2 separate regions of the Macaca mulatta genome follow, and region 2 is linked to region 1. The links are chromatin contacts, called in public Hi-C maps. All regions are on one chromosome and are shown on one strand. The core of a region is the stretch at or near the end of the contact, and the rest is flanking DNA. Distances in the headings are between cores, read along the strand shown. Region 1 has its middle 37 kb from the start of AGR3. Region 2 overlaps BZW2 (basic leucine zipper and W2 domains 2).

What was found. Hi-C and Micro-C count contacts between places; a contact is called where the count stands out from the background.
Region 2: a contact with region 1 is called in a Hi-C map of cortical neurons, with 6 times the contacts expected there. The contact joins two enhancer-like sites. A contact is called at or near these places in 5 of 14 Hi-C or Micro-C datasets (cortical neurons, fetal cortex germinal zone, fetal cortical plate and 2 more).

The regions. Positions count from the first base shown.
Region 1 is chr3:111,354,799-111,358,496 of T2T-MMU8v2.0, forward strand. No RefSeq gene overlaps it. Among named protein-coding and RNA genes, the nearest start is that of AGR3, 37 kb to the right of the region's middle. Within about 2 kb of position 2,148, at least 7 of the 40 cell types and tissues checked have an H3K27ac peak or open chromatin away from gene starts, as enhancers often do. A contact at or near this core is called in cortical neurons, where this site is marked.
Region 2 is chr3:111,564,976-111,568,673 of T2T-MMU8v2.0, forward strand. All of the region lies in intron 10 of BZW2 (basic leucine zipper and W2 domains 2), which reads right to left. Among named protein-coding and RNA genes, the nearest start is that of TSPAN13, 52 kb to the left of the region's middle. Within about 2 kb of position 1,861, at least 6 of the 40 cell types and tissues checked have an H3K27ac peak or open chromatin away from gene starts, as enhancers often do. A contact at or near this core is called in cortical neurons, where this site is marked.

The DNA of each region.
Region 1 (3,698 bases), core at 898-3,397:
AAATTTAAAAGCTGCCTGGCCATTTTCTTCAAGCCCTTTATTATATAGGAAATATGGAATAATTCACTTTTTGAATGCATTTCATGCTTGAAATACATTTTGCTATTCTTGGCATTAGTTGGGTATGTTTAAGGTTCTGCAATCCTAAGAAATTTAATTCAATTAACTCATGGAAACAGCTTTTAAAACATTATTTACTAATGTTTTAAAACATTCATTATTATTAACTAACATGGATAGGGTATTTTCTATTGGTAGGCACTTTACTGCACCCTCACATCAGCTTTCTCCTTTATCTTGATAAATTTAAAGGCTATTATTTTCATTTTAAACAGGAGAAAACAGATAGGTAAATTATGTTCTCTGCCCAACTCACACATCTCTGCAAGGAGTAGAACCAGGATCCAGTGAGAACTGACTCCCTCCAAGGCCCACATCCTCAACCATGTCACCCCACATCACACATAGTGCCATAGTGCCCTAGGATTCCCAGCATTTTGGAAAGACATTCAAAGACAGGTTTACAAGATGACTATTGAGGCAGATAACCTGAAACCACTGAACATGCAGGTGGCCCTCACTCAAACCATTCAGAGAGCTAAGTTCATTTAACTCCTAAGTGCCAGTTGTATTCAGAATTCAGTCAAAGCTTAAAACAAGTTTGACCTTATTTCTGTTTGGGAAAAGTTAAGAGTGTAAGGTGATATTCCATTGAGTCAAACTGTGTAGGACAAAGACTTTGCACAACATTCAGAATGAAAGGCACCCTGAAACACAGAAATCACGCCAACTCCATTTACTGTGTGAAACAAAAGGAAGCTAAACTCCAGCAGCAAAGAAGGGAGAAAGAAATAGGTTATTTGCATACTTGAAATTTGACCTTTCCACGATCAGATAGTCATTTTCTGTTATGACACTATTCTGAGTAAACAGTTTGATAATAATGCAAAAGTTGAAGAAAAAGGAAGTAGAGCACAGCGTAAGTATTCTAAATCTTTCTGACAGGCACATCCTACGTAAGGATCTGTAAAGGTTATCTGTTTTTAACAAATTGAACGCTATATGAGAGTTTTTTCTTCTCTCTAAAAAAAAAAAAAAAAAAAAATTGTTAGCCATCTCACAAGTAAAGATAAACTGAGGACTGGTCAGAACCCATTGCTCCATTTTCTCATTCAGTCATTTGATGCCATCACCCTCAGGAGAAGAAGGAACACTTGAAGCACATGACGGTGGTTTTAATAAATTCAATAAGACTTTATTCCCGGGCACTTAGGATCAACCCTCATGGACTGGACTAGACCATGTTGTTTTTCTGGCATAACACAAAAACCAGAGTCCCTCTACTGGAAGCCACATCTGAACATTAGCCCTTGTCATTTCACCTTTTCAACAGCAAATCAGGACAGACCCAAGCTTAGAGAGAGCTCTCTCAGGCATCCCTGCGGCAGAGAGGCCTTCCTAAGCTCCTAAGCATGGCAGATCCCACAGGTCACATGGGAGGGAACATAAGGACAAAAGCAACCCCAAGAGGCCCCAACATACAAAAGCATCGCTTCCAATTTATTCATTCTTCACACTGCGCTGCCCTCCGCCCAACTCCTAGCACCACGGCCCATCAGTGTTCTTCCCTTTGATACTATTTCTGGTGTGTTGACTAAGCATATGTCATGTTGTATGCAAAACACAGCTTTATTTTTTGCCTCCTGACGCCTTTTAAAATATATCCAGTGGGAGTAATCTTTCTTGGCCCCTGGATTAAGAGCATGTCCCATGCTTTTTCTGCTCATTCTTAGGTAACACAGTTCTACATACATTGGAAGTGGCCAACAGACTAATTTCAAAAAATAAAACTTTCAGTACAAAATATAAATCAAAACTCCTACTTTGATTAAACAGCAAAACCTTCTCCCTTTTCTTGGCTCAGGCTGGCTTCAGGCTAAACCTACAATAGGAGAAAGAGGCACAGATGGATTATTTTGTATTTCTCCCACTTGTACTTTTCTCCCTCCTATCTCCTTCCCTGTTTCCTAGCTAGTTTCTTCTTCTTCCTGAATGGAGTGAAGGGCGGGGTACAAAATGAGAAAGAGCAAAGTATTGAAACTGGATGAGAAATATCTTGCCTGAAATGGTACCAAAGACAGCTTGCAACTCTCTGGGTCTGGCAGAAGTAAGGATGACTCACTTGTAGAAATACCATTGTGGGTTCTTCACAGAGATGCACACTGGGGATTTCTCTCGTAAACTTCCCTTGACTCGGGCAGATGCTTCTCCATGCTGAGTGATCACTTGCAACTCCTTCCTTGGCCCTTAAGTATTAGGTCTTTTCTCCCAAGTTGCTGCTCCCCTATAGGGAGCAATCTTTGGATACAAATGTCCCTGCTGTAGGAGGGCAGGTCCTCGGATGGCCTTTTTCGACCCAGCTCTCCCCTCTGCAACTTGTAGTTCTCAGAACTGTAGAATTTGTTCAGAGTGCATTACCATAAGAAAAAAAGAAACAGGCTAGAATAGCCAGAGCTATGAACCTCTAGAAGAGGATATTCTGCAATACTTGAGCCCAGGGAGCAAGTGATACCCAAGGTGCAAAATACAAGATGATGTGCTTTGGGGGTCCCTTGACTGCAGTACAATATGGGACATGCACGGACAAGACTATTCACACTGGAGAGCTTTCCTGAGCCCTGGGGAACCAGCTCTCCATGGATCCTAGACTATGTTTTTGCTGTCTATCAGTGAATAATAAATTTGCTTTGCCTGACTTGTTGTGAAAGTTCTGCGTCTCACTGTCCTCATGCAAATAGTAGAAAACCTTTGCATCTGCCAGTACATTCCACATCTAGACCACAATAAACAACCATGCATTCCACATCACTTTCAGTAAACCCTGGGGTAAGCAACTCTCCTGGCTTCACAATCAGCACTGACAGCCCATCTAAACACTTTCTATTCATGAAGATACTAAGGTTCTAGTGTTGCGGAACAGGTTCTGGACCATTTTGTGCCTGCAGGGTAGGGTGTATGTTACATCACACATTTTGTGACAATGCTTTAACCAGTTCTATAATTTCCCACAGTAAGTAGTTACGGCTTCCTGGAAATTGTTGAAGTAACATATTGAAGACTGAAACCACTGTGGTATGCAGGCCCTTATGATTTTTATCTCCTTCATGACACACACCAGCATCTTGGGAATAATAGAGGGAGCATCTTAATTTCAGGTCAAATAATATTCACCAAAGTCTACATAGGTTAAATACTTTATAATACTTTTCACAGATCTTCTTCCTCAATAATTTAACCCCCTAACAATCAGAATCTTAAAATAGGGACTTTCAGAATTGTTGTACCTCAAAAATATCTTCTGGTGATTATAGAATGCTTAAAATGCTAACATAAATAGCTCCAAGCCAATGAACACTTCAAAGTAGCCAAGCAAGCCTAAGCACACCAGGTCTCTTGATGATCCACACAGTGCTCAGAGCCAGAGGGCTCCTCCCTGACATCTGACACCAACAGAGGCTGTGATCAGGGAGTAACGTCTGCACGGTTATAAAACAGAGGAGTGATTGCACTCACGTAGCATATTTACCATCACGGATCTAGATGCAGGGTATTGAGCCACATATACACAATGGCAGGGAATCTGTCATCCTAAAATATTAGGAAGAAGAAATTGAAGATTAAAAGAAATACTATATTTT
Region 2 (3,698 bases), core at 611-3,110, 210 kb after region 1:
TTTGTCTAAAACTCTAAATTCCACAAATGTGCCTTGATATTCTCAAGATACCATTAATTGAGAGTATTTAATGTTAAGAATGAGAATATAAAAATAAGTGTACATATTCTCCCAATGTTCTAATGTCCTAATGGGTTGTTGTTTGGGAATTTGTAGTGGGAAACGAGATAGAAAACAGGTACAACGCATTTATTATTGTCCCTGAGATGTGCTCAATTCAGTACAAATACTGATAAAGCCATATAATGTTAATAAATTACTCGAATGATATATTTTCAGTTAAAATGTAATTTCAACTTATGAAAATGACAGAAACAGTTTAATACTGTTTTCATTTAAAACATCACTGATATTTTCATAACAAAAACACTGGCTTTTTATTTTTAAAGAATTATTGGCTCTTGGAAAATGTTCTTGGATTAAATTGAAGAGACTGACCTGACTAAAATGAACAAGATTTGTTTATGAAAATAAAAGTTGGTTTTTTTTAAAAAAACTTGTTTATTATTATCACTAAAAACACTACATTTTGCAAACGAAGCAAGAAGTCTGAATTTACTTATAGAGACTGGATGTAAGAGTTACAATCAGGGGTCCTATAGAATTACTCTTAGCTTCTAATTATTTTAGCTCTTTGTTTCCAGCTCTCCACTGAGATAAAAGAAATTTCTACTAGCCATCAGAGCCTAACTGTCATAGAGTTGAGGAGCAGGCAGTTGTGTCCCAAGGAATTGACCTGTTATTATGCAAGACTGCCTTGCAGAGACTTTTAAAGAACATTAACAGAGATTTTAAAAGTCCCTTTTATGTAATTTGTAATTTGTCTTTAAGATGCTTGTGATTAGATCCGTAATTATCAAACTGGATCATGTCTTCCTGTCTGTAGAATAATTTTGGGCATATACACCCAACGTATGTATATTTTTGAGTTTATAAATTATATTCATGCACTACTGAACTATCGTTATTAATGTTCTAAACAAACAATATAATTTTAAACTGTGACAAACATGGAAAGGAGAATTGATTTTTTTCTCCACACCTTACTGAACTGAGGATGATACAAAGTACAGGTTGGAAAGCTGATGTAGACTGCAGTTTAGTGATACTATTTGTCTGAGCTTTCCTTTTGAAGGTTGAGAGCTCATTCCTGTGTTTTATTGCCCCACAGAGGCTGAAAGAGACCATGCAACTACTGAAATGCTTGTCGACGTCAGTGCTTGTGAAAAGCACACTAAATGACAGGCAAAACCTATCAAATGCATTGTTTACTGCAAATCTTGTACCTTGATATTCTTAAATTGCCATTAATTGAGAATATTTAATGTTAAGAATAGGAAGGAGAATTTAAAATAAGAGGAGTCTACATATTAATGGTGTAATGTTGAGTTCTTAGAAGAACCCAGTTTGGTAATAACTACTTGCTGAAAGATCAAACTTCTAGCACCGGAGAATTATTAACTAAAAGCTACTGAAGTATCTACATGGAACACCACAGAGGCAAAGCATTAACATCAAAGAGTGTAAGAAGAAATTCAACTTCTATTTAGTGAAAGGAAAGGTCTGAAAAGGAAAGAACTCCTTGAGGGATAAAGAATCAGACAATTTTTTCCCTCACTAAGGATAAAGTGGGGAAAAGAGTTAATTAAAACTGAGAAATCATGTTTGGTGGGATATTCCACAAATGCCTCTTAGGAATACAGAATAACAGTAAAAGACAGTAAGAAAGGAAGACATTGTATGATGGCACATAGAGACTGGCATATATGTTTTCCCTTCTATCTGGCCAACTTCTTCACAATGTTTGGTGAGATGCATGCACCTCGAGAGCCTTCACTTCTCCCCCTCCAAATTAGCTTTAACAAGTTAGGTGCCCTTCCTCTGTGGTCCTATTCCTTCTGACACCCTCTGTGTGAGGCTTATTTCAGCAATTGACATGGTGACTGTAATTCTTTGTTTTCTTCTACATCCTGAAATTCAGGAAGTCAGGCACTATATTTTGTTCATCTCATTTCCAGCATTTAATGAAACACCTGCCCTATAGTATCTATTCAACACATGTATAAGGAATAAATTTGTTAACTTGATGAGAAAAAAATAAATATTTCTCAATTTGTAGAGTTCTAATGTATTCATGAGGATCAAAGAGACAATATTGTAAAAGTGGCTTGAGAACTGCTAAATTTTAGATCATGTTAGTTATTTAGAAAGTTAGTCTAAAACTATGTCACTTGAAACTCTTGAAATTCAGAATTTTTTTATTAGGAATGTCACATAGGGACACAAGTCAAAAATAATTTACCCTAAGAATGCTGGGAATATATGCTGAGAAGGGCACTCACCCTTTTTTAGAACTAGAATAAAAAACTCCTTTTAGAAAAATTTGCATGCAGGATAGAATTTAACCTAAAAAACTTCTGCAAACAAGAAAACCCATGACAGAGATAATAACAGTACTTGACAAGGTAGTTTTATATGTTTTAGACCATGCTGAGTCTATGGGACTTATCTTCAGGGAAAAAAAGAAGAGAAAATTATTTTTAAAAGTCAATAATGTGATGCTTGAAAGTTAGCAATGGATTTACTCTTTCTTACTGCCTGAAATATACAAATCTAGATTTTAATACAGAAAGAGAATCTTTGCAAAATGACCCATCACCACTTTTTTCTTTGCTGACTAGTATTATTTAATTTGCTTTTATTCCACTGTTATTTATATAAAAGATTCATAAATCTTTCAATAATGATATTCAATTAAGTAATTGGATTTGCCATGGCTAATCATATGCCCAAGTTTCTGTTATCCTCAAGTTCTGGACATGTTGGGAAAGGGGAGCTGTGTGTGTGTATGTCCATGTATGTGTTTGTGTGTGCTGTGTGTGTAAGAGAGAGATAAAAATGAGAATTAAAAAGGAGCAACGGTTTCCATTACATTTTAAAAACCACATTTTAAAAACTATGTTCCTTATGACAAACTAAAGGAATCCACAGAAACTTGGTAAAAGCAGCAGAGAAGACACTATTCCATATTTGTAAGATGTGGATATGTACATGAAATCAAAGGTAAGTATAATCTTGAACATGTTACTGGAGTTCATAGCATCTGTTGCTTCTTGAATTCTATATACTTTACACCAGTGGTCCTGGTACAACAGTCAGAGCATCACTTTGGAAACTTGCTAAAATGAAAATTCTCAGGCCCAATCCTGGCCCTACTGAATCAGAATCTCTGGGGGAGCTGTGTTTTATACCAAGCTCTCTGGGTAATTCTTAGGCATATTAGGAAAAGAGTGCTTTAACACTCACTGTTTATTAAGTCTTTCTAGGCATATAAAACACAGAATGAGAGCATCAGATCTTTACAGAAACAAATCAAATACATGTCTCCTGGTGCACAAGTGTTTGGTGGACAAAATAAGGTGAAAGTAAAAATCTGGCAAAAAAGAGACAAGACGGTAAACATAGTTAACACAGTAATGCTCTTAATGTGGTATGGAACAATCATTCCTCAGGGATTCCATGTTCTCAAGAGAAAACATGGAATTATTTCACTTAGGAAAACAGACTATATATATCATTTTGTGGAAAATTACAAAATTACCTAGAAAATGGTATTTAAAATGTTAGTTCAGTGATGTATTTTAGGTTTCCACTTTTAAAAAAGTTTCCCAATTTCATTTCCAAAAATAACTAAGGCA